Linked DNA regions of Mus musculus: all the other regions are linked to region 3. The links are chromatin contacts, called in public HiChIP or PLAC-seq and promoter capture Hi-C maps. All regions are on one chromosome and are shown on one strand. The core of a region is the stretch at or near the end of the contact, and the rest is flanking DNA. Distances in the headings are between cores, read along the strand shown.

What was found. Promoter capture Hi-C pulls out the DNA fragments that hold promoters and counts their contacts. HiChIP or PLAC-seq counts read pairs in DNA pulled down with a chosen protein or histone mark.
Region 1: a contact with region 3 is called in a promoter capture Hi-C map of liver, with 2.7 times the contacts expected there. The contact joins the promoter of Upk3b here to the promoter of Ift22 in region 3. A contact is called at or near these places in 2 of 39 promoter capture datasets (both in liver), 1 of 15 datasets of contacts at CTCF or cohesin (large pre-B cells) and 1 of 115 datasets of contacts at active chromatin or transcription factors (large pre-B cells).
Region 2: a contact with region 3 is called in a promoter capture Hi-C map of liver, with 2.1 times the contacts expected there. The contact joins the promoter of Tsc22d4 here to the promoter of Ift22 in region 3. A contact is called at or near these places in 2 of 39 promoter capture datasets (liver and maxillary cranial neural crest) and 2 of 115 datasets of contacts at active chromatin or transcription factors (embryonic stem cells and pro-B cells).
Region 4: a contact with region 3 is called in a promoter capture Hi-C map of pre-B cells, with 5 times the contacts expected there. The contact joins the promoter of Ywhag here to the promoter of Ift22 in region 3. A contact is called at or near these places in 2 of 39 promoter capture datasets (cranial neural crest and pre-B cells) and 3 of 115 datasets of contacts at active chromatin or transcription factors (astrocytes, large pre-B cells and memory CD8 T cells).
Region 5: a promoter capture Hi-C map of pre-B cells shows a contact between it and region 3, with 5 times the contacts expected there. The contact joins the promoter of Dtx2 here to the promoter of Ift22 in region 3. A contact is called at or near these places in 2 of 39 promoter capture datasets (embryonic stem cells and pre-B cells), 4 of 115 datasets of contacts at active chromatin or transcription factors (bone marrow-derived macrophages, craniofacial prominence, large pre-B cells and 1 more) and 1 of 9 other capture datasets (liver).
Region 6: a promoter capture Hi-C map of embryonic stem cells shows a contact between it and region 3, with 4 times the contacts expected there. The contact joins the promoter of Prkrip1 here to the promoter of Ift22 in region 3. A contact is called at or near these places in 2 of 39 promoter capture datasets (embryonic stem cells and hippocampal neurons), 1 of 15 datasets of contacts at CTCF or cohesin (large pre-B cells), 1 of 484 Hi-C or Micro-C datasets (double positive thymocytes), 9 of 115 datasets of contacts at active chromatin or transcription factors (the 230-238 cell line, the SCID.adh cell line, astrocytes and 4 more) and 2 of 9 other capture datasets (adipose tissue and liver).
Region 7: a contact with region 3 is called in an H3K4me3 HiChIP or PLAC-seq map of bone marrow-derived macrophages, with 4 times the contacts expected there. The contact joins the promoter of Rasa4 here to the promoter of Ift22 in region 3. A contact is called at or near these places in 3 of 115 datasets of contacts at active chromatin or transcription factors (astrocytes, bone marrow-derived macrophages and large pre-B cells) and 2 of 9 other capture datasets (adipose tissue and liver).

The regions. Positions count from the first base shown.
Region 1 is chr5:136,036,774-136,039,961 of GRCm38.p6, reverse strand. It overlaps Upk3b (uroplakin 3B), which reads right to left and starts at 1,466. Exons shown (of 6, transcript NM_175309.4): 1 at 1,076-1,466; 2 at 771-920. The coding sequence starts at 1,160.
Region 2 is chr5:137,744,700-137,747,444 of GRCm38.p6, reverse strand. Tsc22d4 (TSC22 domain family, member 4) reads right to left here and starts at 1,476. Exons shown (of 5, transcript NM_023910.6): 1 at 1,031-1,476; 2 at 1-597. The coding sequence starts at 329.
Region 3 is chr5:136,906,691-136,909,466 of GRCm38.p6, reverse strand. It overlaps Ift22 (intraflagellar transport 22), which reads right to left and starts at 1,317. Exons shown (of 5, transcript NM_026073.3): 1 at 1,197-1,317. The coding sequence starts at 1,235.
Region 4 is chr5:135,933,257-135,936,101 of GRCm38.p6, reverse strand. It overlaps Ywhag (tyrosine 3-monooxygenase/tryptophan 5-monooxygenase activation protein, gamma polypeptide), which reads left to right and starts at 1,461. Exons shown (of 2, transcript NM_018871.3): 1 at 1,461-1,779. The coding sequence starts at 1,693. Gm40346 (a long non-coding RNA gene) reads left to right here and starts at 1,786. Exons shown (of 2, transcript XR_868594.2): 1 at 1,786-2,845.
Region 5 is chr5:135,993,524-135,996,731 of GRCm38.p6, reverse strand. Dtx2 (deltex 2, E3 ubiquitin ligase) reads right to left here and starts at 1,932. Exons shown (of 11, transcript NM_001256096.1): 1 at 1,766-1,932; 2 at 280-442.
Region 6 is chr5:136,197,325-136,200,536 of GRCm38.p6, reverse strand. Prkrip1 (Prkr interacting protein 1 (IL11 inducible)) reads left to right here and starts at 1,583. Exons shown (of 6, transcript NM_025774.3): 1 at 1,583-1,762; 2 at 2,679-2,757. The coding sequence starts at 1,637.
Region 7 is chr5:136,082,210-136,085,197 of GRCm38.p6, reverse strand. It overlaps Rasa4 (RAS p21 protein activator 4), which reads right to left and starts at 1,282. Exons shown (of 21, transcript NM_133914.3): 1 at 1,021-1,282. The coding sequence starts at 1,085.

The DNA of each region.
Region 1 (3,188 bases), core at 217-2,716, 870 kb after region 3:
TCTATTAATAAGATAGGCGCTTGTGGCCAAATCTGCCGACCTACGTTTGATCCCCAGGACCCACAGGTTGGAAGGAGAGACCTGACTCCCTCAAGCTGTCCTCTGAATTGCCCACGATCACGTCTGGACTGCTACATACAATAAATAAGCAAGTGCAAGACAGTTATTTTAAAGGAATAGAGAGCAGCGGACTGCTTCTGTCCCAGGAAGCGATCTGCAGAGGGCGTGACCCCACTTCCCCAGGTGACATAATGGGTCTCGATCCCCATCGGGGCTCCAACAACTCAGGATCACACATGAGATATTTACATTAAAAATTCGTATTGGTAGCAAAATTACAGTTATGAAATAGCAATGAAATAATTTTTTTGTTGGGGTGGGGGTCACCACAGCATGAGGAACTGCGTTGAAGGGGCGTCAGCATTAGGAAGGTTGTACTTGCCTAGCAATGCATAAACCCTGGCCTCTATCCCTGGTACCACATGGACTGGCATGGTTGTGCATGCCCACCGTCCCAGCAATTGGAAGGTGGAGGCAGTAAGCTCAGAAGTTTAAGGTCACCTGGGCTACAGCAGACCCTGTCTCAAAAAAAAAAAAAAAAAAAGGACAGGCTTTGCCCACCTTGTGCTCAACACATCCCTGGCTAATCTAATCTACAGTCCTGACCCTCACACCCAGAGACAAGGTCAATGTTACCATCCACCCAGATCCTCGGGTATCTCTTCTCAGCCCATGCCCTCACCCCAAGACCCCAAGTCCTCAGCACGCACCATTGCTGAAAGCCACCACTAGCCAGATGGTGTCCTTAGTTGAGACATGCTCATCAAAGACGCACCGAGGCTGCTCCAGAGAGAATGTAGTGGCTGTGATCTTCCCTTCCAGGTCCCAGGCTGTTATCTGCGGCACGTAGGCAATCAGGTCTATAGCCATGGGGGACAAAGGTGAGAATCGAGATAAGCACTGCTGTTCTGTGGGGCTCCCCCTCCCCTCCCCGATTCTCTCGGTCCAGGAGGTGTAATAGGTTCCCAGAACCCTAGGTTTGGCTAAGGGCATCCATTGCAAGAGCTCCACTCACCTAGACTCAGGCTTTGGGGGAGCCACACGAGCACCAGGAGAAGCAGGGGCGGCGGAGGGTGAGGCTGCCACCGCGTTCGCACCATGACTGCCACAGCACTTGATCAGGCCTGACCAGGCTTAGGGGCTGGTCCTGTCTCACCCCACCTCCGACACCTCTGGCCTACAGTTGCTGGTCACTTGGACTGCCAGGAGAACAGGAAAGACCTGAACCTATGAGCTCACCCCTCCCTGCTCCCAGCCCACCCCAGGGAGGGGCTCAGTGGGCTCCTGAACAGGGGCCCCACTCCAGAACTAAGGGAGAGGAGCCATTTAGGGTTGGCCTTCACGTGACCCCCCAGTCACCTCCATCCCAAAGCTGATGTCTAAATTGTGGTACCACCTTACTCCCTGGCCCTGGGAGGGAGACTCCCCTCCTCTATCTGGGCCCAGAACCACATGCCTAGGATTCCTGAACTCTGGGTGCCAGGAGCCACCCTCTGGCCATCCATCCTTATCCAGGAAGTGAGGAGAGGGGAGAGCCTGTGTGGTAGGCTGGCCCTGACCTAGTCCAGCCCCAAAGCAGCTCCCAGACACTGCCTGCCCTCCATGTAGCCTGTGCCCAAGGAGATATGTCTTCCCCAGCTCGGAATGTCCGTTCCTTCTCCAGTGGAAGCACTAGTCCTCCGAAAGGACGGGACAGCCTTTGGTGACTGACAAACATTTTGTTTATACAAACCCTACAAGTCCTTTTTGTTTGTTTGTTTTGTTTTGTTTTGTCGAGACAGAGTTTCTCTGTGTAGCCTTGGCTGTCCTGGAACTCACTTTGTAGACCAGGCTGGCCTCGAACTCAGAAATCTGCCTGCCTCTGTCTCCTGAGTGCTAACCCTACGAGTCTTATTCTATGTCGTTTTAAGTTTGTTTGTCTGTTTTTGAGACAGGTTCCCATGTAGTACAGACTAGCCTCAAACTCACTATATAACAGAAGATGACTTTTGAACTCTTTTTTTTTTTTTTCTTTTTTCCTTTTTTGGTTTTTCCAGACAGGGTTTCTCTGTGTAGCCCCGACTGTCCTGGAACTCACTCTGTAGACCAGGCTGGCCTTGAACTCAAAGGTCCACCTGCCTCTGCCTCCCAAATGTTGGGATTAAAGGCGTGTGTCTCTCTCTGCCTGGCAGTCTTTGAACTTTTGATGCCCCTGTGATCACAGATAGGCACTGCTAGCTTCTGCAAGCAACCTGGCAACCAAACACACACACACACACACACACACACACACACACACACACACACACACCCGCTATAAGACCCACAGACCAGTGACCCTGTGTGTGTGTATGCTTTTCAAACAGATCTTGCTAAGAATCTCTGGCCAACTAGGAATTCTTGCTGTGTAGTCCAGGCTGGCCTTGAACTCATGATCTTCTTGCCACCTTTTTCCAAATTCTGGGATTCATGTGTGCACTACTACAGCAGCATGAATGTGCCTTTTTTGTTTGTTATTGAAGACCTGGTTGGTACACAGTTCCTTGCATCCATGCTGATGTAGTCACCTTTCCATTGCTATGACAAAACACCATGCCCAAGGCGACTTATAAAAGAAGCATTTAGTTGGGCTTGCTGTTTGGAGGGTTAGAGTCCATGATGGTGGAGCAATGGCGTGGCAGTAGAAATACGCAAAAGCTCACATACTGATCCTCAAGTAGGAGATAGAAAGAAAACACTGGAAATGGCTTTAAAAACTCCAAAGTCCACCCCTAGTGACACACTTTCTCCAACAAGGCCACACCTCCTAACCCTTCCCAAACAGTTCTACCAAATAGGGACCAAGTATTCAAACATATGAGCCTATGGGGGAATTCTCATTCAAACTAACACACATACACACACACACACACACACACACACACACACACACACACACACACACACGCCTCCAACCCCTCCCTGGGGGATTCTAGTCAGGGGCTCTACCACTGAGCCTCACCCCAGCCCCTCCCTGGGGGATTCTAGGCAGGGGCTCTACCACTGAGCCACACCCTTAGCCCCTCACTGGGGGACTCTAGGCAAACACTACTGCTGAGTCACCCCTGAGCTGTTCATTAGGGTATTCCAGGCAAATTCTCTACAGCCCT
Region 2 (2,745 bases), core at 227-2,726, 840 kb before region 3:
TCCAGAAGCCGACCGAAGCTTGGAGGCTCCAGATCTCTCTCGTAAACATCCACACACGTCCACCGACCTCGACGATAAGGCTCTCCCAAACCTTGGGGCAGCTTCACCACCCGGAAACGGGAGGCAGGGGCTCCAGGTGGCGGAGAGCCATTCCGGGGGGTGCCCCTGCCCCCTGGATCAGGGTTGGGGTCCCCATTGGGGAGGCGGGGCGGGGGCCCAGCGAGAGCCGGTGGGACAGGGGAATCCGAAGCCCCTGGGCTTCCTGGGCCCTCATAGTCCGTGGTGACGCTGGTGATCTGAAAACTACTTTTCTTCTTACCACCACTCATGGTCCCTGGGGCTCCGGACTGGGCTCGGGTGGGGGAGGGGCTGGGCTCCTGGAGAGGGGCTCAGGCACCTCTGGAACAAGGGGGCCACATGGCAGGGACATCGGGGCCCCTGGGGACGTCTGGGTCCGACATGGCAGGAGGGCCTTGTGGGAACTTGGGGGTGCCTGGTTAGTGACTGGAGTACAGAGGGGAGGTGGCAGGAGGGGGGGGCAGGGGCAGGTTTTTCCTGCTGCTGTCGCCGCTGAAACCCCAAAGCTGAGCTTGCAAACTGGAAAAAGAAAGAGACAGAAAGTGAGCGAGAGTGTGTGTACGTGAGCAAAAGAAAAAGCAGGGGCCAAACCACCTCCGGGGCTTCCTCTCGGGGGAGCCGACTGGAGGGAGGAAGAAGAAAGCCACTAGAGACCCAGAGACAAGTAGAAATGACAGACCGGAGCAGAGGGGACAGAATTCAGAACACCCACAACAGGAAGAAGCAGCTGGGACCCAAAGTTGGACATTTCATGCTTGAGATCCAAACTCGTCCCCAACACGTATCTCCATGGCCAGGGGCACAGGGGTGAATCGGCTCCTCCCCTGAAAGGGCCACCCTGAGGCCTCTGCCGGGCCTCAAGCCCACCCCACCCCCATTCCAGTTCCCCCATCGCTGGTTAGGCACTGCCCGCCAAGCCAAGCGCCCCGCCCAGCCCGGGAGAACTACCTACCTCTCGGGCCTCGGCCACCGAGCTGAGCTGGAGAGAAGACCTGGGGGACTAAGATCTCTCTCTCTCTCTCTCTCTCTTTTTTTTTTAAATCCTAAGGCGGCCTAGAGCAGGCCACGGCAGGCAGCAATCAAGGGCTACCCAGTGTTCTCTGGCGTCCGCATCTCACTCTGCGAGGCATCTCGGTGGAAAGTTTGCAGTTGAGACGAGAAGAAACCAGCGCTTCCACGGGGGAGCCCAGGCGCAGCCTCGGTTAACACTCCACGGGTCTTCCCTGTTGCTGTGGGAGGGGGCGGCTCAGCCCCCCGCTGGCTCCAGTCCCTTGAGTGGCTCTCTCTCAAGGCTCCTCCCACGTGGCCCCACTGGATGTATCTCTCAGCTCCTCAGCTCCGCTCCGTCTCGGTCTGGGTCTCTGGCTCTCTTTCTGGGCTGTTGACAACCCCCACACCAGGAAGTCCTGCCTTCTCGGGCCTGCTCACTGCTCCTCTCCTCCTCCTTCCCCTCTTCCTCCTCCCTCCTCCCTCCTCCCTCCTAAGGCTCCCTGCCAGCTGGCCCGGAGCCAGGCCTGCCACAGCCGCAGCCGCAGCCGCAGCCTACAGTTGCTGCTGTAGCTGCTGCTGTTGCTGCTGCAGCTTCTGCCGCTGCGGGTCCCAAACTGGTTGCTTTAACCCTACACCTGCCAGGTTCCAGGCAACTCTTCCTCGGAGGGAGGGGCATGAGGGCGGAGAAAAAGAGGAGGAGCCTGCGGGAGGCCAGGGATTCCCTTACTTGTAGGCTTTTGCAGGTTCTCCAAAAGAGTCTCAAGGAACGTGCCAGACATGTTCTGGGTACCTGACTGTCCATAAATACATAGTCAATGTGACCCACTGGCTGTGATTTGTCACAGCGTCTCTGGTTTTCACCGTAAATTCACGAGAAACTCCTTTCCCCACTCTGTTTTCAAAAGCGAGCGGCTATGAAAATTTTCAAACATGCCCTAAAGTAGAGGAACTAGGAGAATGAACGCCCATACACGCCATCATGGACTTGTAACAAGTATCAGCTGTACCCAAACGTGTTTTATTCCTCCAATATCTTTTCTCGGATTTTGCTGCAATATTTGAATTTTTTTTTTTTTTTTTTTTTTTTTTTTTTTTTTTTACTGTGAATGTATGTATGTGTAGATCTGGAGGTCAACTTGAAGGAGTCAGTTTTCTCTTCCACTATGTGGGTCCAAGGATGGAATAGTGCCAACCATCCGGTTTGGTGGTAAGGCCCTTTACCCACTGAGCCATCCTGTCTATCCTGCTCCTGCTCCAGTATATGAAATCAAATCTCTGATACGGTGTTTCCCTCTCTTAAAAAGGGAAAATTGGAGAAAGCAAACTATCCAAGAAGGCTGTTGGTGGTAGGGTAGACATGTGTGTGGCGTGTGTGTGCACATGAATGAGTAGTTGCACACACTTGTGTGTGTTTGTTAGCCACAGGACCACACTGGGTGTCCTACTCAGGGTCTCTCATTGAATGCATAGCTTGGTAGGCATCCAGCAAGCCCCAATAATTCTACATCTATTCTCCACAACACTGAGGTTATAGGCACACATGGTTATGCCTGGCTTCTCATGTGGCTACTGAAGATTTGAACTCAGGTCCTCATGCTTGAGTAGCAAGAACTTTTACCTGCTGAGCCACTCCTCAGCCCAGAACAGGCATTGCTACCTTCTCATCTTTGTCCCTCA
Region 3 (2,776 bases), core at 68-2,567:
GAAACCGAACTCAGCTCTCTCTGCGAGAGCAGTATGTGTTCTTAGTCACCAAGCTGTCTTTCCAGCCCCTCCTTTCTTTTAAGCCTTCTCCTCCTCTCTGCCCCAGGCTAGACTCAACACTCCTATATGGTCCAGACTGGTCTCAAACTTGTGGCAACCCTGAGTGTCTTGTATGCTGAGGTGTCAGGCCTGCGCCACACATGGCTCAATCCTCCTTTGCTTCTGTGCATACTTAGCAACTTCTTTCTCTGACAGGTTTCACGTATCCCAGGCCGGCTTCAGACTTGCTATTGTAGCCCGGGCTGTGGCCTTGAACTGTCAATCATCGTGCCTCTCTACCTTCCAAACCCTGAAACTGAGGCATGTACCACCATGAATGTTTTATATGAAGAGGATTGAACCCCGGGATTCCTGTATGCTAGGCAAACATCCTATCACCCAGCTCTACCCCAGCCTCCTAACTTAGGATTAAAAACATATCTTCACCATATAGTCACCTATGAATGTACATTGGTTCTCATGTTTGGTCCATCAGCCAATAACCTCAGATGAAGATCACATTATTAAGCTAACCTTCTGAGCTGGGACCCAAGGATTTGAACTTTAACCATGTAGGTAATTCCCGAATTCTACTATCTATCTATCTATCTATCTATCTATCTATCTATCTAATTTTGTTATCGGAGACATGTCACATTGTAGCTCAGGCTGTCCCAGAACTCAATACATAGCCCAGGCTGGCCTTAAACTTGTGATCACTCCTCCACTGCCTGCTGAGTCCTGGTATTATTACAGGCATGGGACACTGCACCCAGCTTCCTTCTACAGTTAACTTATTTGCATGTTTAGTTTCGGTCCATCTGAACTTTAATTCGGTGAATCACATATAGAGTGACTTCCTCATATTAATAACCACTTGCTCCAAGTCCCTATATTGAAAATATCTAGTTTTCTAATCTCATGGACACATTCCTTTTGCACGGAAGGTTCGGAGGGGAAGTCATGAGGCGCCCCTTATTTCCGCTGCCCTTGAGACCTGGGTACCTCAATATTCTCCTCCACTACTTGGGAGGGGTGAACTGGATGAAGGCCTGGTCACGGTAGCGCCAGCTGCCGCCCTCAGTGGGGTTGCTGGTACAAAGTTGCACCTCCTGAGAACAACCCCAGTTCTAGGGAGCCCCCGAGCCCTGAGTTACCTCGCAGGGGCCCACGAAGAGGATCTTAGCCTTCAGCATCGCTGTCCGTTAACACGAACCCGCGGAAGCCCACCACCAAAGCGCGCTAAGCTCCCCGCCGCGTCCGCCAGTCTGGGCCGCATGCTCTGATTGGCTGGTCAGTTTCCACGGCGACCGGGAACAGCTGCGCAGTAGCCCAGGAAACCCTGACAGTTCCGGGAGCCTGGAAAAGTGGCCTACGATGGAAGCTGAGGAGGACCAAAAGAGAAAAGGCAAAGCTGGTCCTGCTAACTGCAACCTGAGCGTTCTGGAAGGGGTACAAGAGCCAGGCTCCAACCTGCTTTATTTCTCCCGGTCTTCCTGAACGCTCCATAGATTAAGGGAGCTGCTAAACTTGCCTGGAAAACAGTACTGTGATTTTGGTTTTCTTTTATTTCCGCGGTGGATGCTGGAGATTGAACTCAGGTGGTCATCAATCCTAGGAAAGCGCTCTGTCATTGACACCATATCCCCAGTCCAACTCGCATGTAGACCTGCTGGCCTCAAACTCAAAGATATCCACCTGCCTTTGCCCCCCCAACTTTAATACCATTGAAGGCATGTGTCACCACTCTCGACTCCCAACTTTTTTTTCAATTTAAAAGGTTATATCTATCAATCAATCATCATCTATCTGCGTGTATGTGTGTCCGCCATGATACATATGTGAAGATCAGAGGACAAGCCATAGGACTCAGTTTTCTTCTCCCACCACCATTTCAGGCTTGGTGGTTCCGGCCGTTACCTGATGAGTCACTTTGCAGCCCTGTCATTATTTATTTTGATGCTGAGATTGTTCTTGGCGGCGGAGAAGCTTCTCCAAACCAGTGTGTGTGTTCTTTTGACATTTCGGTCATTCTCTGAGTTTTTTCATATTAAAAACAAAAAAAAAAAAAAAAAAAAAAATCAAAACCTACGCGCGCGTGTGGACACACACACACACACACACATACACACACGTATACAAAAGTGCAGGTGGTTGTGGAAGCCAGAAGGAAGTGCCCTGGAGCTAGAGTTATGGAAGTTCAGTTGCCCAAAATGGATGCTGGAAACCAAAGTCGGGGCTCCTCTGAGAGCAGTCAGTGCTTTAAACTCCGAGCCATCTCCCCAGCCCCGGCTTTCATACTTTTAAGCACCATTATATTAATCGCGGGTGGTTAATTTTATTGCTCTTGTTCCAGAGTGGCAATGTATTACATACATTCTTTCGCATGCATTGAAAAAAAAAATTTAGGGCTGGTGAGATGGCTCAGTGGGTAAGAGCACCCGACTGCTTTTCCGAAGGTCCAGAGTTCAAATCCCAGCAACCACATGGTGGCTCACAACCATCCGTAACAAGATCTGACTCCCTCTTCTGGAGTGTCTGAAGACAGCTATAGTGTACTTACATATAATAAATAAATAAATAAAAAAGAAAAAAGAAAAAAAATTTAAAAGTTTCAAAAGACAAGAGACCCCCTCAGGAAAATTATTTCTTTACAACAACCTGGAAAATTTGAAGGGAACTTTGTGTTCCTGCCTCTGACTTTCGGCATGAAACACACTTAGGTCCCCGGCCCGAG
Region 4 (2,845 bases), core at 212-2,711, 970 kb after region 3:
CTGGAAGAGTCCAGAGTGGTCATGACCCTGAACCATGAAGAAAGGGGAACCAGCCAGGAAGCCAAAGGTACAAAAGGAGCAAAACAAGGGGTGGGTAAACAAAAAGTCTGGATTATATAGGGAAGAGCCCCTGGGCAAAGGGCAGCCCCTCCCCCTGTGCCCCAGCTGGCCTGGAGAACCTGGAGGCCAGGTTCACTTTGGTATGTTAAAAGTTAGTCAGCTGCTTGTTGTGGGTTCAAACAGTTGTCTCCTTTTTTTTTTTTTTTTTTTTTTTTTGAGCCGAGTGCTTTGTCTGCTTTGTGTATTGTTGTGTGCTAATGTACAAAGTCATTGGAACTGGGCCGGTGCTCAACGTGTTGAATGGATGAAGCAAAACTCTACAGTCAAGGCCATTGTGTTGGTGCATGCCTATAATTCCAGAACTTCGTCTAGAGTCACCTTAAGAAGTGTAAGACCCTACTTCAAACCAAACAACTCATAAAAACACAATGAAAATAAAATACGCAGTCAAAACTATAGCGGGTGTGCGTTCAGGCAGGCGTTGGTCCAGTTCACTGGAGAGGAAGAAGGGAGTCCCCCAGGGTCAGTCTGCAGGCAGCTACACCATTTAGGGAAAATAGGCAATATACCGGGCGGATATGTGTCATTCTATGATTTCATCCAGTTAAGTCCGATGTTAAAGTGCATCACTGGAGACTGCAACCATGGTGGGTGTGTGTTAGACAGTTGTCCAAGGGTTGCATCATTCACGCGGCCATCTCTAGGACAGGTTCACCTTTTCCATCTTTTCCATGGTGGTGGTTGGGCAGTTTGGATTTACGGTGTCTGTACTTCTTCTGCCTACTTTATATTCGTGTTTTTCCCCTACCCCTCCACCATGACCAGTTACTTCAGTTTCAGAGAGTCCAGATCTAAGGCCTTGACCTTTTCTTTCCTTCCAACTGCCCAGAGGCTATGGGGCGAGGCCGTGAATCAGCACTCGCTTAGGCTAGTGTAGACTGCTTCCCCGCCAGGGGTCCCCAGCGGCTGCGGGTTAGACCCTGCCCCCCATCCGGTCCGCCTCTGCCTGCGCGCAATGCCCACTGGGAGATGTAGTCTCCACCACCCCTTTGTCCTTGGTCTGCTCTGTAATTCAGCTTGCTGCAGGTCAAACTACAATTCCCAGGAGGTCACGCGCCAGAAGCTATGCAAAAAAAAAAAAAAAAAAAAAAAAAAGGGGGGGGGAGAGGCCCCCAGGGGGCAAGGAGAGGTGGGTTTGATGAAGCTGAGGATTTACGGTAAAGTGAAGAAAGGGGCACATTAGGGAGCAGTGTAGTACTGGGGATACACTGAGAAAATCGCAAAGAGCCACCGCGAATGTTCCAGTAGAAGAGAAGCCCAGTAAATGCAGGACCGGGCGGGACCGGGCGGGGCGCGCGCATGCGCGAGTAGGCGGTGACTTTTACGTCACCCGTGTGGGCGGGACCGCAGGGGGTTGTCCGCCCGCGGCACGCATTGGAGCCGCAGCCTCCTTGCGCCGGGTCCCGCGGTCGCAGCTCGTGCCGCCTCCTTCTCCTCCTCGTCTCAGTAGCTTGCTTCGTGGGTCGGTCCCTCCGACACACGAGCTCCAAGCCGCTCCTCTCTTTTCCTGAAGCCCTTCAAGGCGGTCTTCGGTTTCCTTCTTTCCAGCCGATCCTCTTCAGCCCTGTGAAGATGGTGGACCGCGAGCAACTGGTGCAGAAAGCCCGGCTGGCCGAGCAGGCGGAGCGCTACGACGATATGGCCGCGGCCATGAAGAACGTGAGTGTCTCCTCCCCTCCCCCCTGCCTCGCCCCAGCCTCTCCCGACACCGCGTTCCTCGGCGTGGAAGGCATGCTCCAGGGGCATGTTGTCTTGTCACGACTATAGGGTCACCTCTCCATCTCACTCCTTGGAGGGGTTGGGGACGGGGGCTCATGCACCCGAGTGGTGACGCGGCCTCTTTCCCAGCCTCTCCGAGTTCGGGGCTGGGGCGGGGTCTTGCGTGGCTGGTTTCTGCTGTGGGGTGGGGGTCTCTCTGTGACCCTGAATGTCCAGAGACCTGAGTTGGGGGCCGTGCGCATCCTTTGTGCCCCACTTCCCCTCCTCCCAGTTTAGGCGTGGGGGCGGGGGGACCGCATGGATGCGGTTCCTCTTTCTCTCCCTGGTGTCTGGGCGGCGCCTTCCCCATTCACTCAGCAGGTCTCCCAGTTTGCCGCCTCCCCACTCCATCACCCCCCCCCCCAATCTTTCCCACTGACACATCCTTTAAAGACGTTTCGGGAAGAAAAAAAATGTAGGACCCCCTCTCCTAAAAGAAAAAAGAAAAAAAAACCCAGCCTCAATGATGTAAAATCGAAACCACCTTTCTCACGTTTTTTTTTTTGTTTTTTTTTTTTTTAACAAAAGGCTTCCTTTTAACCATTCCCCAAAGCAAGTCTGTTAGGAAGGGAGGGATATGTGTGTTGCTGGCATTCCCATTCATGGCCCTCTATATAGCATCTTCATTTTTCATTTTATTTATTTTCCATTTCAAAGGGTTAACTATAATGCCTTTGAATGTTAACTGACTGAGATATGCAGTTTCTCTTTTAATTGCAGGCACGAGTCTGCAGAAATTCGTTTGAGTGTAAAAAAATATTCTGTCTGATCTGATACTGCAAACAAAGCGGTGGTGGGAGGCAGTATCAAGTCATTCCAGAAGATTCTGCATTTGTCATATTGCAGAGAGCCTAGACTGGGTGGAGGCTGGGAGGATTTATTTTAAAGGGGAAAAAGTCTTTTTAAAAGAATTTTTTTTTTTTTTGTTAAATGTATCCGAGGCTTTTTTTCTTCTGACCTAATGTAT
Region 5 (3,208 bases), core at 683-3,182, 910 kb after region 3:
CTCAGGTGCTATCAACCTTGCTCACTCACCAAATACGTGGCTGGCTGGCTGACTAGCAAACCCCAGGGATTCACCTGTCTCCTCCCTAGCATTAAAAGTGCAGGTACATGCCACCATGCCAGGCTTTTTACCTTGGTTCTGGAGAGCAAATCTGGACCCTCCTGCTCGCCAGGCAAGCACTGTATGGACTGAGCCATCTCCCTTCAGGGTCCACACCCACCTTCTCCTTGGAACACCAGATTTCAAAAGCTGCAAGGTTAACTTCCCCGCGGCTCTCACCTCCTCTTCACTGAAGAGCTGGCACCAAACTGTCCCTTCTTGATGAAAGCACCAGATCCTCAGAAGCAATAACTTGTCTGAGCTCCCATCTTGATAGGAACAGCAAACAAGAACCCGGCAAATCTGAGGCCTTGCTGACTCAGCCACACCGATTCCGAGGTACCTTTGCCAAAAAGATGATTAAGTCTTCAGTGAAGAATCGGCAAGAGAAAATGAGCGCACAGATGTTGGGTCCCGTGTGCTGTGGCTGGCAACTGGAAATTACCAGGCTTATTTTCCAACAGCTTGGGCAGGGAGCAGAAGCTAGGGACAGTCTTTCTCAGCCCACTCAATTAAACCCTTTCTCAGAAAAGTCTGCGTGAGGACTTCAGAAACCGGTCCCACGGATGGTCCATGAAGGAAATCAACACACCAGAGAGGATAAAAATTTGACCAAAGTCACACAGAAAATAAGCAAAGAGACTTGACACCTTGACCAACTGAAGTCAATCCTGATTCTCGTGGCTACTGGGAACTCTACATCACAGAACTGTTACTTTTGGGTTGTTGGGGGTTTTTTTGTTTTGTTTTGTTTTAAGCAGGGGCCACAGTATATAGCTTAGGGCTGGACTGGAACTCCTGAGTCTCCAGCTTCTGCCTCACAAGTGCTGAAATTACAGTCATAAATCACCACACCTGGCTAGCACTCTTTTGGGGAGTGAGAGGGATGTAATATAGTATCTTGTGATGAAGCACAGGCAAGCTTTAGCTACCCGCAAACCTTTGTCTCCCAAATACTGGGATTATAAATGTGCAACACATTGCTGGGCTCTCTAGAATTTTAAAGGGGCTAAGACGGCACGGAGAAAAGAGAGTTCATTAAAGGTCTTGCCTGTGAACACATTCCCATTCATGCCACTGTGGAGGCAAAGCTAACGCGGGCAACCCTGCAGCTGTGTGAGGGATAGGATGAAAAGCGGAGCTTCAAAACAGAGACACCCCAAAGTGCCCCAGAGACCCAGTCTGACACAGACCGAGAATGGAAAGGCAAACGCCTCCAAAGTCCAACTCTCTCAGACAGTGGTGGATCCCTATCGCCTGGATGTAACGCCCCCACACACACACAAACGCTCCAGGACTGAAACTGACCCCTCAGGGAGCCAGGGTAGCAATAGCCTCACTGCTCTTCCAGGTCCTGTAGGACTCAAACTGCCAGGGATGCGACCCCTGTCTCTGCAAAAAATAGGGCTCTTACCACACCCAGCCCAGTCCCCAACGCTCAGAGCGTCCCAACTGCGACTTCCCGCCTCCAGGACCCTGGTACCGAGGTGCCCAGGGCTCCCAACGCCCCCAGGACTCACCCATCCCGCCGGCACGGCCCTCCCTCCTCGCACGACCGCCCCCTTCCGGTCTCAGCTTGGCTCAATAGCCCCCTCTCCTCAACCCACCCACCCACCCTCGGGACCCCAGGCTGGGCGCCAGCAGGTGGCCCGCCCGTCCCGCTCACCGAGTCTGAGGGAAGCAGAAGGAACAGGTTGAGAGGACCGCCGACCTCCGGGCTCAGCTCCGGCTCGGCCTGGGAAGAACCCTCGAGTATGTCTCCGACTCCGAGCCGGAGGCAGCCGGAGTGAAACTCGGCGTCGCAGCCTCCAAGCACCGCGCTGCGCATGTCCACCTCACGCAGTGCCTTCTGGGAAATGTAGTTCTGATGAAGCTGAGTGGGCTGAACCAAAGCACACCAGCAGATATAAATGTACCCAGCCTTCTCTTTCTCCTACTGACTTACTCCCTCGCTAATCACTGATGCATTTGATTTTTAATAATTTTTATATTTCTTTTTATTATGTGTGTATATTCTGGAGGGGGGTGTACTTACAGAGGTCAAAGAACAACTTTAGGAGTCCGTTCTCCGTGTCCACCTTCACGTGGGTTCCACGGATCGAACTCAAGGTGTCAGGCTTGTCAGCAAATGCCTTTACCCTCTGAGCCCTATCGCCAACCCTGATTTTTCCTTTTGTGGTGTTGAGGATCAAAGTTAATGCAAGCACAGTAGACAAGTGTTCTACTACTAATTAATCCCCAGCTATAAGAGTCCACTTGTAGGGGTGGAAGGGGTCCAGGATCTCATGTACCTCGGAGTGGCTTTGAATTTGTGATGTAAGCCTAGGCTGCTCTTAAACTCTTGAACCTCCTGCCTCTGCTTCCTAATTGCTGAGCTTACAAGCACAGTCTTTAAAAACATAGATTTAAAATTTTTAAATAAGAAAAGAATCTATTAAAAAATGTTAAGCCGGGCGTGGTGGCGCATGCCTTTAATCCCAGCACTCAGGAGGCAGAGGCAGGCAGATTTCTGAGTTCGAGGCCAGCCTGGTCTACAAAGTGAGTTCCAGGACAGCCAGGGCTACACAGAGAAACCCTGTCTCGAAAAACAAACAAACAAACAAAAAACAAAAAACAAAAAAAAAAGTTAAACCTTGGCTTAAGTTGGCCTGGCTCAGTGGTAGAGCACTTATCTATCGAGTAGGCAGAAGACCCTGGATTTGCAAAAGAAGTCCTTAAAATTCCACTTCACAGAGCCTGTTCCATTCCCAGAACCTGCTCCCGGCTCACCAAGCAGAAAAGATGAACACAGCTAGAGAAGTCAAGGAGGCCTGGCCTCAGCAGTGTCACTGAGGAGCAGGGGTGCTTGCTACTGTTTTGCTTGGAAAGGCAGAATTGTGTTGCTTCCTGCCTCTGCTAATTGGTCTCCATCTGACACTGCAGAGGGACAGTCTGATAAGACACAGCTGCTTTGCTCATTATTTCTGATGAATGGATGGCACCTGGCATTTCCTAGTGCCGATGGTAGCCACCAAGGACCCACGTATAATCTATACAGCCAGAAAGATCTTAATGACTTCACAGCCCAAAGAAAACGTGTCTGTCCCCAAAAGCTCTACATAAGTCCCTC
Region 6 (3,212 bases), core at 334-2,833, 710 kb after region 3:
AGAGGCTCCTCTGTACCCCACACACTACCTCTTCTGACTTCTCTCCTTTCTCTTCTTCACAGTTTTGTTTTTTTCTTTTTTCTTTTTTTCCAGACAGTGTTTCTCTGTGTAGCCCTGGCTGTCCTGGAACTCACTCTGTAGACCAGGCTGGCCTCAAACTCAGAAATCTGCCTGCCTCTGCCTCCGGAGTGCTGGGAGTAAAGGCGTGTGCCACCACTGCCCGGCCTTCCTTCCAGTTTTAATGAAGCTCCTCTCCAGGTTCCAAAGGGAAGCCTCTTGCTCCCTTTAAGGCCCCACCACGTTCAGAGATCCATATACTGTACTGTCTATTGTTCTCCCTCCATCTCCAGCAACAGTCAGCTTTGAGGCCCTTTCATTCTAATAAGCTTCTTCTAATAAAGGACTTGTTTCAGTTTCCTTGCCTACAAGATGTTACTGTTACCATCTTGGGTTTTTGTTGTTGCTTGTTTTGTTGTTGCTTGTTTTTTTGTTGTTTGTTTTTTGAGACTGGCTTTCTCTGTGTAGTTCTGGCTGTCCTGGAACTCTCTCTCTACAGACCAGGATGGCCTTGAACTCAGGGATCCATCTGCCTGTAACTCCCTGGGTGCTGAGATTACAGGCCTGCACCACCACTGCTGGCTCTTAACATCTTTTACTATAGGGAGCTACTTCAGTGCCTCACGCATGGTCAACAAAACACTCCACCACCAGAAGGCCGCAGTTCCATCATTCTCCATTACTTTCACCTTCAAGTGAAAGACTTGAAGTTAATTCCTCGTCAGGTAGATTGGAATGGCAACTTCCTTTATTCTAAAACAGACTCACATACTCAGGCTCGACTGGTGGCGCTGTACTTTCAGCGTGGCCAAGGAGATCGGGTCTGTCTTAAGAGTTCAGTTACAAAGGAGATTATAAGATTATTATAGGAATCGGGGTGTGAGAGGCTGGCGGATCTCCGAGAGTTCGAAGACAGCCTGGTCTACAAACCAAGTTCCAGGACAGAGATATACAGAGAAACTCTGTGTTGAAAAACAAGACAAACAAACAAAAAAACAAAAAAAAAAAAAAAAAAAAAAAAAAAAAGGAAAGGAAAGGAAGGAAGGAAAAGAGGGAGGGAAGGAGACGATATGGAGAGGGCGGAGAAGGGGAGAGAAGAGGAGGAGGAGGAAGAGAGAGTGGGGTAGGGAGAAAGTAGAATAGATAAAAAAGAAACGGAAAAAAAAGACAAAGCCCAGGAGCGAGCGAAACTGGGAGGGACGTGCCAAGAGTCCCAGAGCAAGCTGTGCGAAGTCCTTGGGGACCTGAGACGTCGCCTGGGGCCAGCCCACTCATCATCACTAAAGGCCGTCTCTTCCTCTCCGGATGTGAGAATCAGGCAGCCCTGATTTGTTTTGAAACAGGAAATGAAATTAAAGTGCTATGATCAAAATAAACCACACTGACCTCGCGTTCATGAATATTCAAGCAAGCTGCTTAGGACTGCCTCGTACCTCCGAGGAGAGAGTGCGCATGCGCCTCAGGAGAGCGCCCCTCCCCCCGGGGGTTTGAGAGTGCGCGTGCGCGGTTGGCGCGCTCTTCTGTCGTCATCAATACGAGCGGCCGCCGGCAGCTTTCGTAAAGGAGTAGGAGAGCGGCTATGGCGAGTCCTGCTGCCGCTTCTGTGAGACCGCCCAGGCCCAAGAAAGAGCCGCAGACGCTGGTCATCCCCAAGAATGCGGCCGAGGAGCAGAAGCTCAAGCTGGAGCGGCTCATGAAGAACCCGGTGAGTGGAAGTGGGCCGAGGCGCAGTCCCTTCACCCCGCCGCCAGACCGAGCAAGGCTACATTCAGTCCCCCTAGAGCAACCCTGGGGCGGAGAGGGCGGCCCCGTGGAGGGAGCCTCGCTCCTGTTCTTGTCCTACAGCGTAGCTGCACGAAGGCGCTGCCCAGCCCTCCACACCCTCCTTTTTCTTAGTTTGCTGTTTGCGGTATCATGGCGTTGCTCGTGCTGTCCACGTTCCGTACCGAATCGGCTTTGTAAGATAGGCAGACCTCGCATCCGGGCTCCTCGCATCCCGGCTCCTCTTACCTTATCTTCCCTACGAGCTGGGATGACAGCCCTGCGCTACTATTCAGTATTGCTTCACAGCCCTTTCTATTTTAATATATGAACCAAAGCGGTGGGAGCTGGGTATGGTGGTGCACACCTGCTATCCCAGCACTCTGGTGGCTGACCCCAGAAGTTTGCTACAAATTCGAGGCGAGCGTGGTCTACGTAGTGAGTTTCAGATCAGCTAGACAGTGAGACCTATCTCAGAAACCAACAAAACCCAGAATCGATGTCTTAGCAAAAGTGTACAACTCCAAATAGCAGCCATTATTAAAGAAGCATTGGACGCCAAATTTGGACCACATCACTCTTTACCTCTTCAATGGGCCTCGTAAAACAGACAGCTCATATCTTTGACTAGAAGAGGTTGGCTCGTCTCTTAGTGACGTAGATTCCAGACTTGTTTAGCGCAGGAGAACTTTGGCCCACGTTAGACCCCATGGTGTAGTGGATGAAGTAAGGCCAGGGCAGCAGAACTACACTCAGTCAGCTCCAGATTTGAGAAGCGTGCTCAGTTGAGATCGTCAAACGGGATGTACCTTCCTCAGCAAGTGTATGTTCATAGATGCTTTTCTGTTTAACTGTTCCAGGACAAAGCAGTTCCAATTCCAGAGAAAATGAATGAATGGGCTCCTCGAGCGCCTCCAGAATTTGTCCGAGATGTCATGGGTAATGTCTCTTATGGGTGTCAGGGGTTTATAGTTTTTGTTTTGTTTTTTTTTTAAAGATTTATTTATTATATGTAAGTACACTGTCGCTGTCTTCAGACACTCCAGAAGAGAGAGTCAGATCTTGTTAAGGATGGTTGTGAGCCACCATGTGGTTGCTGGGATTTGAACTCCGGACCTTTGGAAAAGCAGTCGGGTGCTCTTACCCACTGAGCTATCTCACCAGCCCCGGGTTTATAGTTTTTAAGGGGAAATATGAAACACTATTTTCTTTTCTTGTCAACTAGATCTTTGATAGGAAAATTAGTCTGGGGCTGGAGAGGTGGCTAAGTGGTTAGGAACACTGCTCTTCCATAGGTCCTGAGTTCAATTCCCAGCAACCACATAGTGGCTCACAACCATCTGTAAAGCGATCAGGTGCCCTCTATTATATATATGGAAAACTATTTTGTCTTT
Region 7 (2,988 bases), core at 33-2,532, 820 kb after region 3:
CACACACACACACACACACACACACACCTCCCCAATTCTCAGTTCTCTGTAGCCAGGAAACCCACCGGGACCCGGAGCGCACTTTGAACCCTAGGCCTCTGCCCCGCCCTTTCTTCGGTTTTATGATCGTGGCTTCTCCCCGACACTAGGATTTCAAGCACTTGGGTCCAGAAAGGGAAACTGAATCTTTGCAAATGAGGACATAAGAAAGCCACGAGACACGTTCTAGGAGTCACGCAGTTGACCTCGGGAACTCACTAAAAACAGTGTGACAAAGGGGTGTCCGAAAGCTCCCCAAATCTGGCGATGGATTAGAGGAAGCTTTATGAAGGACGGTAATGCATTTTAGGAGCCCTAGATTCACGACCTTGCTTTGACACCACCAGCTAACATTTCCTGTCTGTCGGCATCGGTTTTCTAATCTGTAAAGTGGTCCGAGGAGAAATGCCTTGCAGGGAGCGATTAAAGGGAGAGGCCCGGCAAAGTCAAGGGAGACTCTAAATCCTGCCTCTATGCATCCCTCCTGTCCCCTTGACCTACACCCCCACCCCCACTTTTCACACCTGCATGCCTTGCCCAAATGAATAGCGAATAGCGAACAAGTCCGGCGGACAACTCTTGGGGTTGTTATGGACTCCCAAACTACAGAGAGAGGGGGGGACACTCCGCCCCTTTCAGCCACACCCTGGGCAGTTCTTGCGATGCCATCCCAGTGCCAGTTTCAGTCTTTTAAAACTCCTGCCCCCCTATGAGCCCTGGCTTCCTGCTGTTCCCAGGTGGAGAAGCCCCTCCCTTGTCTCTAGCCCTCCGCCTCTAGCTTGCCCCTCCACTCTGTCAGGTATTCACAGCAAATCTCGCTGTCCCCATTTTCGTAGCCAGTCCCCCTCCGTGGCTGTACACGCCACATCCTCTCCGCTGCTCTCCTTGTGGGGAAGCCCTAAGGACCCCCCGCAAAGGTCAAGTATATAAAAGGGGATCCCATCAAAGTTGGGGTGGCCACCACCCGTACCCACTACTCACATGTCCTTGGCGGGCAGATTTTTCCCTTCTACGATTCGGATGGACAGCGAACTGCGCTTGGCCATTGCGGGTCGGCGACGTGGAGGCCTGGCGGGGAGGGGTTCGGACTCATGGGTCCCCTCTCGGGGTAAGGAGGGGGAACAGTGCGAGTGGCGCTGCAGGCAGGCGGGTGCGGAGGCCAGAGAGGGGAGCGCTGGGGCTGAGGGATCTCCGCTACTCCATTCACCCCTCCCCGCCCCTCCTGCGGGGGCGGGGAGACACTGCATGGAAGGACCAATCAGCGTCCTGGATGCCCAGAATGGGCGCGGCCTATGCGGCTTGCGTCCCTCATTGGCCACCTGGAAGGGAGGGCGGGCGGGGCCTGCCCCGAAGTGTAGCTGCTGGCACCCGGAGATTCTTCCACCACCAGGATCCCTCCTGGTGCTCTCGATTCTCAGAGAGAGAGCCCAGGCTCACGGAGGGACCTGGGTGTGCAGCATAGCTGCAAATCCATTAATGGCCGCACGCTGGGAGTAACTTGTCTGTGACAGACCTGGAAAGATGTGAAGACTCAGGCAGTTGGGAAAGTTTGAGGACATCAAATCTGGAAAACAGGATTGTTTGGGGCGTGTTTGTATTGTGGTTTCGTGTGTGTTCAGGTGTGCAGGTAGAGGCCAGAGATCACCCTCCGATTTCATTCTTCAAGATCCGTCCACCATTTATTTATTTGTTTATTTATTTATTTTTGAGACAGGGTTTTTCTGTGTAGCCCTAGCTGTCCTAGAACTCTCTCTACAGACCAGGCTGGGCTCGAATACAAAGATTCACTTGTCTCTGCCTCCCAAGTGTTGGGATTAAAAGCCTGCACCACCACCTCCAGGCTCTGGCTACCTTTTTAAAATTTTTGTTTTTTATTGGCTGATTGATTAGGGTGTGGCTTACATGTTGTGGTCCCAAGTGGAAATCAGAGGACACCCGCAAGAATCTTTTCTTTACTTTCACCAAATGGGTCCCAGGGATCAAATTCAGATTATCAGACTTGGGCAGGAGTCTTTCTACTGACCCATCTCCTCTGCCCCACCTTGTAAGACACAAGGTCTCTCATTGGCTTGAAACCTCCCCAGTAGTCTAGACTGGCTGGCCAGTGAGACTCCAGGATCCACCTTTCTCCATCTTGCCCACTTCTGGAGTTCTTTACAAGAGTTCAACACCATGCCCAGCTATCCATTAGTCCTGGGAACGAGTGATTCTTCTGCTTGCAAAGCAGTTTAGCAAGTGAACCATACTTACCTAGCCCTAGATCTGCATTCCAGCCCGCCATCGCTGCCCATACTGGTGACCAAACCTAGGTCCTTGAGTGTCCTGGTCAAAAATTCTGCTACGAGTGACATCATTTTATTCTTCTTTACCCCAAAATAAGATTCCATTGGGGATACAGACATACATACAGATTTTTTTTTTTTTTTGACACAGGGTTTCTTTGAGTAACCCTGACTGTCCTGGAACTCTATAAACCAGGCTGACTTCAAACTCACAGAGATTCCCCTCGCCTCTGCCTCTCCAAGTGCTGGGAATTAAGGGGTGCGTCATCAGCACCACTCCACCAGATTTTATTATGCTATGTGCACATATGCAGTACCTCTGGAGGCCAGAAGAGGGTATCAGATTCCCCCTGAAATTGGAGCCACCTACTGTAGGTGCTTGGAACCAAACTCTGGTCCTCGGCAAAAACACCAAGCTTTGTTAGTCTCTGATGGGGATCTCACTCTCTACTAAAATAAAATAGCCAAAAGTACCCCCAAGGAATTATTGTTTGTATGTTACTTAAAGACTATAAGATCGGGCTGGAGAGATGGCTCAGTGGTTAAGAGCACCAACTGCTCTTCTGAAGGTCATGAGTTCAAATCCCAGCAACCACATGATGGCTCACAACCATCCATAATGAGATCTGATGCCCTCTTGTGGTGTGTCTGAAGACAGCTACAGTGT